2 separate regions of the Mus musculus genome follow, and region 1 is linked to region 2. Evidence: chromatin contacts called from public promoter capture Hi-C data. All regions are on one chromosome and are shown on one strand. Each heading gives the region's core, a stretch centred on a gene start, on an enhancer-like site or on the middle of the called end of the contact. The rest is flanking DNA. Distances are from core to core; before and after follow the strand shown.

The links. Promoter capture Hi-C pulls out the DNA fragments that hold promoters and counts their contacts.
Region 1: a contact with region 2 is called in a promoter capture Hi-C map of hippocampal neurons, with 3 times the contacts expected there. The contact joins the promoter of Syn2 here to the enhancer-like site in region 2. A contact is called at or near these places in 5 of 39 promoter capture datasets (cranial neural crest, embryonic stem cells, epiblast stem cells and 2 more), 41 of 484 Hi-C or Micro-C datasets (the AtT-20 cell line, the G1E-ER4 cell line, the HL-1 cell line and 25 more), 11 of 115 datasets of contacts at active chromatin or transcription factors (PVALB interneurons, astrocytes, bone marrow-derived dendritic cells and 6 more) and 3 of 9 other capture datasets (adipose tissue, macrophages and pancreatic islet).

What each region holds. Positions count from the first base shown.
Region 1 is chr6:115,132,123-115,136,577 of GRCm38.p6, reverse strand. It overlaps Syn2 (synapsin II), which reads right to left and starts at 1,676. Exons shown (of 13, transcript NM_001111015.1): 1 at 1,118-1,676. The coding sequence starts at 1,497. Gm17733 (predicted gene, 17733) reads left to right here and starts at 1,743. Exons shown (of 2, transcript NR_132436.1): 1 at 1,743-1,963.
Region 2 is chr6:115,062,442-115,066,939 of GRCm38.p6, reverse strand. No RefSeq gene overlaps it. Among named protein-coding and RNA genes, the nearest start is that of Gm36190, 2.3 kb to the right of the region's middle. Within about 2 kb of position 1,264, at least 9 of the 459 cell types and tissues checked have an H3K27ac peak or open chromatin away from gene starts, as enhancers often do. A contact at or near this core is called in cerebral cortex, cortical neurons, forebrain and 1 more, where this site is marked.

The DNA.
Region 1 (4,455 bases), core at 427-2,926, 69 kb before region 2:
ACACCTTCCCCAATCATCCCCATTCCCTATAGCTCTTTTTAAAAGAAGAAAAAGAAAAGAAAGAAAGAAAAGAAAAGCATTCTTGAAGTTTCCCCTTTACTGCATTAAGGCCAATCATTTTATTTGTGCCCTTTAACAATATGTAATGTTTTTACTTAGGTCTTCATCATCCAGCTGAAAAAGCCACCATCGTTTACACACAAACACAGGAGCACGCATGCTCGCATGCACGCACGCACGCGCACACACACACACACACACACACACACACACACACGCACACACACACACGGAGGGAGGGAAGGAGGGAGGGAGGGAGGGAGGGAGGGAGGGAGAGAAGGGAAGAGAGAGAACAAAATTTTTAAAACATATATCCCCTCCCTGTTGCATATATATAATAATCTCATTATTTTTAAACAGATGTCAATCACACTCTGAGACACCTGTGATCTAACCCACCTTGATATCAATACAGGTACAGGTTTAAAACAAAACAAACAAACAATAACAACAACAAAAACACCTATCCAACTTAAATACTAATATCCACTCCCAACTCATTCCAAACCTTGCAGACTAGAATCTTTTTTGGTGTCCTTTATTTTGATGGCCATCTGGGTCCATTTTCACCTTAGCTTGTATGCGTCTAAACTGTTAAGCCTGCCCCCCCCCCACCATAAGTATTTGTGTTTTGTTTTTGTTTTTTATTAGTTCTTTGAGGATGTTGTACAACCTGTTTTGATCATCTTCACCCTCCCTCCCCCAGCTCTTTCCAGATCCATCCCTCCTTCTCTTCCTTCCCAACTTTGTGGTGTCCCCACCACCACTGTCACAGCCAATATGTGCTGCCCAAATATTCTTGGCTGTGTGGCCTTCCTTTAGAGCGTGGTCGACTTATCACTATTTTTAAGCTCCATTGGTGCTTAATGAAGTAGCTTGCTCTGCCACCGGCCTGGAGGCCACCGAGTCCTTTACCTTAGGACCCATGTCTCTGGGAGGTCAACGCCTGCCCTCGCCCCTCCCACACACAGACACCTGCTCGTCCCCGGTGCTCTCCCGGGTGACCTCGAGGGTCCATCTTCACACCCTGCCCCCGGCGGACCCCGCAGGGGCCTACCAGTCGGTGTGCGGCTCGTCGACCACCAGCAGCACCTTGGCCTTCCTGGAAGCGGCCGAAGGTGCGGGCGCGTCCACCAGGCCGGCGGAGGCGGCCGTCTGCTTCACCGCTTGCGACAGCGAGCTGAAGAAGCTGCTGCCCACCGACGGCGTCGGCGCGGGCTGCGGCGCCGGCTGCGGCGCGGGTGCCTGGGCGGGTGGCGGCCTGCGCTCGGGACCGGGCGAGGCAGCTGAGGTGGCCGCCGACGCCGTAGCGGCACCGGGGCCAGGGGCAGGAGGGGGCTGCTGCGGCTCCGGGCGCTGAAGGTCAGTCATGTAGCCATTGGGCAGGTTGGCGATGAAGCTGCTGTCCGACAGCCGGCGCCTCAGGAAGTTCATCATCTGGCTTGAGGGGCTGAGGGCGCTCGAGGCGGCGGGCCAAGCGGCGCGGGGAGGACGGCGCGGGGACACCGAAGGTGGTCCGCGTCTCCGGGAGCCCAGCAGACAGCCGCGGCGCTCTGGGTCTGGGGAGCGAGCCTGTTAGCGAGGGAGCAGTGGGCGGTGCCGAGGGCGTGACTACTTCTGTCTCCGCCCCTCTCCGCAGAGCCTGCTCCGCCCCCGCCTACTCGCGCGTCCCCCGCCTTTTCAGGCTCTGGCGCAAAGAGAAGGGAGAGTGTCCCCTCCCGCCACCTGAGCGTGACTGTGTGGGAACCAGGAGCTCTCGCAGTGTGGAGGGAAGGAAAGCCGAGAGTCTCCCACCATCATCACCTTCGTGGTTTCAAGAGGAGAGTCGTGTCCCAGTTCCAGACGAAGACACCATCCTAATACCATCTAGTTAGAAGAGAGGTGTCAGCTTCCCTACCCTGAGGTGAGAGAAAAGAGCTACACCTGCCCCTCCACCCGCTCTGGCGTGTGTGTGCGCGCGCACACACACCCAGGACCACCATTCAGTGAGCAAAGCGAAGCATTTCCTTTCCTGAAGCTCAGGAAAATGATGCCAAAGTCCCCAACTTTCAGATGAGAAGGAATGGACTAATCTGTTGCTGCTAATGCGCACCTTGTATGCTGAGACCTGAATGAATGAATGGATGGATGGATGGATGAATGAATGAATGAATGAATGAATGAATAAAAGCTGCCTACCCGTGCTGAATGGGAAAAACCTCTCCCTGACCCAAAAGGTGGGAGTCCAGACCACAATGAAGTAGAGGGCTACCTCACCCTCCTTGAGGAAGAAGGAACCTAAGCAGACCCTCTCCACACTGCCCTGGAGGACATTAGGAGGCAATTTCTGTGCCCCACTTAATAGTGCACAATTCTCTCCCTGACCAGAGAGAGAGAGAGCACGCGCGCGCGCAAGAGAGCCCGAGAAGACTGAAAATGTCTTTTCAGGATCCCTCAGACAGATAGCCAAGGCTACCCCCTCAATTTGCTTCCCTGACATACATTGTTCCCCAGTGTTGTAGGGCGACCTAGTCCCCTAACTGACCATCTCCATGAAGGTTTATCTGACTACCAACTTCTCTGTGCACTCTCTAAATTTTGTGTGCTCTTTGAACCTTTGTTTTGATCTGTCTTCAGGTATATTAGTCCCCTACATTTGTATCTGGACAAAATGTAGCAGATGTACTTGACAGGCAGACCACCTGGAGTGATGCACGACTTTGGGCAAATTACTCCCTTGAACCTTTTTCTTCCACAGCTAATAAAAACAGATAGCACTTTTCAAAGCTGCTGGAGTAAATGAGAACATGTAGGTAAAGCGTCTGGTACGCAGTAGATAAGCCAGTAGTGGGGCCTAAGTCCTTATTCTTATTTCTCAGTAGTATTAGCTAGTCTGAATGGAATCAGTGAGGGTCTTGACACTAATGTTAGCAGGGTGTTCCTGTTTTGTATATCCCAGTTGGTTCTCAGGTCTAAGCCAATAGCATCAGAGAGGCCTGCAGCCAATTGTGAAAATAACCAATAAAATTAGAAAGCAACCCTTGTCTCAGGTAAACTCACAACTAAGAGCTAAGGACTCATAACTAGAGACAACAATTACCCACAATGAGATGTGAGAAATTCTGTAAATCAGTTGGATAAGGTGGTTTAGGAGCAACAAAGGCACAGGATTCATTCACCGCTGAGGCTCAGGAAAGGCTGCTCAGAGGAAGTAATGTTTAAGATGGGTCTTGAGACGTGTGGTAAAAGTTAACAGAACTGGTGAGAAGGCTCTGTAGTTTGGAACACTTGTTACTCCTCCAGAAGAGCCAAGTTTGGTTCCCAACACCCAGGTCAAGTGACCTATGATGACCTGTAACCACAGCTCCAGGGAATATGGCACCCTCATCTGGCCTGCAAGGGCACCCACACACACATGTCAGAACACTTACACAGATACACTATCTTAGTTACTGTTCTGTTGCTGTGAAGAGACACCATGACCAAGACAACTTATCAAAGAAAGCGTCTGATTGGGGGCTTGCTTAGTTTCAGAGGATTAGTCCATTATCATCATGGCTGAAATCATGGCTAGTGGCAGGCAGGTGGACATGGAACTGAGAGAGACAGAGACAGAGACTGGGCTAGCATGGACTTTTGAAACCTCAAAGTCCACTCCCAGTGTCACCTCCTCCAACAAGGCCTTTTAGTCCTTTTCAAACAGTTCCACTAACTGGGGCCTGAGCTTTCAAACATATGGGCCAATGAGAGCCATTCTCATTCAAACTACTACTACTACTACTACTACTACTACTACTACTACTACTACTACTACACCACACACACACACACAAGTAGAAAAAAAAAATCTTTTTTTTTTTTTGAGTATGTACCCATAGAGAAGTAAAGGAAGCATTCAGGCAGAGAAACGGATGCTTGTGAACTCATGGCTCTTCCAGAATGGGCTGTTTCGTGTGCTGACTTTGTCAGATCTCCTGCAGACATTATAATAAAGTATTCTAGTGACTAGGATGTGAGCTTTTCAAATATAGAACTGAATCTTAGTCATCTTTGGACCCCCAACATCCAGTGTATTACCTTCCATATAGTAAGGATTTAACTGTTTTAGAATTGAACTGTATCCTTACATAATTTAGTTCTTTCCTACTGAAGAATAAAACTTATATCACCGATAACCAAATAAACATAATTTATCACACTTTCCTTCCTGAAATTCTTAAAAGTATTTTTTTTTTAAGAAAAATCAAAGAAATCTTTTCCAATGTTTCTCTATTGGCAGGATTTCAGAGGCTCTTTATGTCTTAGGGTTACTATTACTATGATGAAACACCACAACCAAACAACTTGGGGTGGAAAAGGGTTTATTCAGCTTAGGCATCTACATCACAATTCACCATCAAGGGAAGTAAGGATAGG
Region 2 (4,498 bases), core at 15-2,514:
ACGTGCCACCAGCCACCCGTCCTGAAACCAAAGCAGACATTACTAGTCGATCATAGTGCCCGTTCTTCATTGGGTCCCCAGATTCCTTTTCAATGTGTTCATCCCCACCCATCATCAGACTGAGTGTACAAAATGAAAAACTGGTGTCCTTGGCTCCTTTTGTCCAGAGTCACATTCTGTCTTTTTTGATAGTGAAAAAGAATGTCCTGATCTCCCACCGACCGTTCCTCCCTGTTCTGCCTCATCTGGGGAAGTCATCCCTATCATGGGACTCATGGAGGGAAGACAGAGCAATACAAACCTCAAGTTACAAAGGAAGAAGAAACCAAGCGAGTTTCCCCTCTAGTTCTATTTTCAATCTCTTTAAAACCTTCTGGAATGGTCTGATCACATGCTTGGCATCTTTTAGTAGAGGTGCCATATGTGGAGCACCTGCAATGTTCCTGGCCTTGTTTTTGGTGGTAATTTTTGCTATCTTAAGTCATTATGTAACAATCCCATGAAAATCCCATGTTTAAGTCATTATGTAACAATCCCATGAAAATCCCATGTTTAAAGTGGGGTCATCATGCTGACCCCACTTTAAACAGATGGTAAAGCTTAGAGAGGGGAAAATGACTAATTAAGGTCACAAGGTTAGAGCTACAGCAGACATTGTTACAGGGGTGTGCTGCATGCCAAAGGTGGTCACCTCCTTGCAGACTCAGTGGGGAAGAGGAGCTCTAGTTCCCCCTGTAGGTGACCCTTTACAATTCACAGCCTTCTCCAAAAGGTACAACCAAGCAGGAGATGCGACATTTCCTCTCCTTACCCCTAGAGGGCGGTAGCGAGCAGACCAATGCTCAGCCCGGCCCAAGCTCAATGCTGTATATCTTAAACATCATAATTTAAGGGGCCTGGAGGGATAACAGTGGGTGTCCACTCCCACCGCCCTGTGGGTGTTGCTGCATTTCCCTGACAGTATTCATTTGCTTCTTGGGGTCCTGGAAGCCTGACATTTTAAGGTAGGAGTTAGAGTGTCCACCCAGAATAACTGATGGAATGAGTTAGTATTTTAGCAAAATCATTGGCTGGAGAATTCACCCATCTGGCCGCAGCAATCTGGCTTCCTAGACAACTGCAGAAATAAATAAAGCCAAATAGGCGAATGATAACAACAACCAGTACTATTTATTGAATTCCATATGCTGAGTACTGCTGAGCAGATATATGTATACCTAAAACTAGACAGTATTCTCTCCCCATTCGGCAGGGAAGGGAAATTCATTCTTTGAGAGACTGTTTTTCCCCCACAAGACCCTGAAGTCGTTTTGGTATAGAGGCAGATGAATAAGGTGGGCGATGGACATGAATCACAGCTGTATTTATGTAAAATGAAGCGGATGACTTCAGAATAATGAGAACAATTTTGTACGTGCTTTAGAAACTCGGTCTGAGGACTGCTGAAGAGAAAGCTCTGGAAAATTTTTTGAACAGTGGCAGCCCTCCAAAAGAGTATTTGTATTTTAGGATCTCCCCCCACCCCCTTCCAAAAAGCAGCCTTTGTTTGTTTTCTGGATTACAGAGGCTATTTATCATTACTGTAGAAGGTAGAAAATAGAAAAAATAAAAACAAAAACATTAAAGCTCTGTCTAAGGTCCAAGGAAAACAATTCTTGTTTCCATTGTTGATATTAAAATTACGCTGTGCCGCGGGTGGTGGTGGTGCTCGCCTTTAATCCCAGCACTCCGGAGGCAGAGGCAGGGAGATTTCTGAGTTCAAGGCCAGCCTGGCTTACAAAGTAAGTCCAGGACAGCCAGGGCTATACAGAGAAATCCTGTCTCGAAAAACCAAAAAGAAAAAAAAAAAAAAAAACACAAAACACTGCATTTCATATTTTCTTAGTTATATATTTCTTGTATATCTCTAACTATTTCCTTAAAACAAGCCTCAAAAAATAGAATGTCTGGCTCAAAGGCTATATATGTTTCAAAGCTTTGAAATGCATTACCAGCATGGCTAAGAGAAGAATCTTACCAAATTTTAAGGTGAGTGCTTTGATTAATTATAAGCCAGACCTTGTAATATTTGGGAGCATTTTCTTGTTGGTGGATTGCTGATTTGTGACTTCTGCTTTCTTTTTTCCATTAAATAGTTTTGGTACTTTGGTGAGTTGGTTAGTTTTCTGGGGGCCGCTTACATACTAAAGAAACCCTTTAAACTAAAACCCTTTAAAGGGTTTAAACTAACCCTTTGTGTAACTTGGTTTGTGCTTTTCCTCACTTGTTGTTTGCTTTTGAATGGTATGGATTTTGTTTTGTCTTTGTTTTTCCAATGCTAGGACTGGATCCTAGGGCCTTAGACATGTTGTTTACCCAGAAGATTGCACACTAGCATATGTTGAAAACTAGCAATGCATGCCATTCCCATAGCCCATGGGGCAGGCCTTCAATAATTTTCAAAGGCTTTTCTATCTTTTTCTTTGACAATTTCATACATGTATACAATGTATCTTGACTGTAGCCAACCCAAGCCAGGCCTGGAGCCTCCTAACCCCTTCTTCCATCCATGCTGGAATGCTGAGGGACTTGATCTTGTTCGGGGAACCATAGCCACAATGAGATCGCCAGTGCAGTGGCTGTGCCATGGCGGAAGACAGCATTTCACAGCACTCCTCCCCGCCCTCCAGCTCTCACGTTTTTTTTTTTTTTTCTGCTGCCTCTTCCTTTTTTGTGTGTGTGTACATGTGGGGTACACGTGTGTGCACCTGCATGTGTGTGCATGTGTGTGTGTGTGTGTGTGTGTGTGTGTGTGTGTGTGCACGCAGGAGCATGTGAACATGTATATGGGTGTGTGGGTGTGTGTGTGTGTGTGCATGTGTGTGTGTGCACATTTTGCTTCTTCACAATAGGGTCTGTAAAGCTCTTTCTACATTGCTTTTGCTCTGACTTATATTCCTTTTCTTTCTTTGTCAAGACTCATTTTATTTTTAATTCTGTGTATGTATATGTATCTGTGGATGAGTGTGCATCAAATTTCCTGGACTGATGGTACAGGCAGTTGTAAACTGCCTGATGCGGATGTCTCAACTGAATTCAGGTCTTCTATAAGAGTAGGACCAATTCCCTATCTCTGAGCCATGTTTCCAGCCTCCTTGTTGATTTACAGAGATGCATAATCACTGGGGTGAGTGTACTGTTTGGAACAACGTGTTTGGGGATGTAGTGTCTGAACAGTTACATTGTTTTTAAAGTCTCATATGTCAGGGTTATACTCTTAAATTCATTCATTTGATTCCCCTCCCCTTCATTAAATTCTCACTAACATCTGGTGAGTCTCTATCCTACTCAGGTTTCTATTGATGTGGTAAACACCATAACGAAAAGCAACCTGGGGAGGAAAGGGTTTATTTCAGCTTATAGTTGTAGTTCATTATGAAGGGAAGTCAAGGCAGGAACTGAAGCAGAGGCCATGAGGAGTACTGCTTACTGTATTGTTCTCCATGCTTTGCCCAGTTTGCTTGCTTATACAACTCAGAACCACCTGACCAGAACAGCATTACCCACAGTACGTGGGCCCTTTCATTTTAATCCTCACTCAAGAAAATACTCCTCAGGCTTGCCTGCAGGCCAATCTGATGGAGACATTCTCTCAATTAAGGTTCCCTCTTATTGGGAAGATTGCAGCTTCAAGTTGACAAGAAGCCTACCCAGCATAGTTCCTCTATTTGTCAGCAGCTGGAGATGCAGAGATGCAAGTTCAAAGAATTTGTGGACACACTTGATCTTTTTCCACATTGGCCATGATCCAACTTGACAACAGATGAAGCCACAGGAAGAGGAGGGGGACTTGGCGGTAGTTCTCCTAACCCTTCTCCCATCTTCAACCTCTGACTGTCCCTTAAGTGCCCGTGCTTCCTGGAATTTCTGTCCAGGTTTTCCCTCACTTCACAAGGTGAACAACGACACCCATATCTAGCATCAGAGCCCTGTGTGCTGTCTTCATGCCCACATGGGACACTGATATCAAACCCACATCCTCTGATCAATTGCATCTCCAAACACACAACAAAGACCCTGTTCTGGGTCACTTTGACCTTGTTCTTGAATTGCTGCCCAGCCTCCAAACTATGCCACTTGCTTTCTCTGTCTGTTCTCCACAGAAGTCAGGAGGTAGGGAGGGGAGGGGGGACACCAACTGTGTCACATGCTTCCTTTAAGACTGTTTAGTCTTTGCTCATTGGCCTCAGGGTGAAAATCACGCTTCTTAGTCGGCAGGCCTCTTATAATATGACATCTGTTTTTTTGATTGGCTATTTTATTTGTTTACACTTCAAATGTTGTCCCCCACCCCCACCCCTGCTTCCCAGTTTCCTCTCTGCAAGCTCCTATGCCATCCCCCCTCCCCCTGCCTCAATGAGGTTGCTCCTCCACCCACCCACCCCCACCCCACTGCCTAGCATCCCCCTATGCTGGAATATTGAGCCTCCACAGAACCATGGGCCTCCCCTCCTATTGA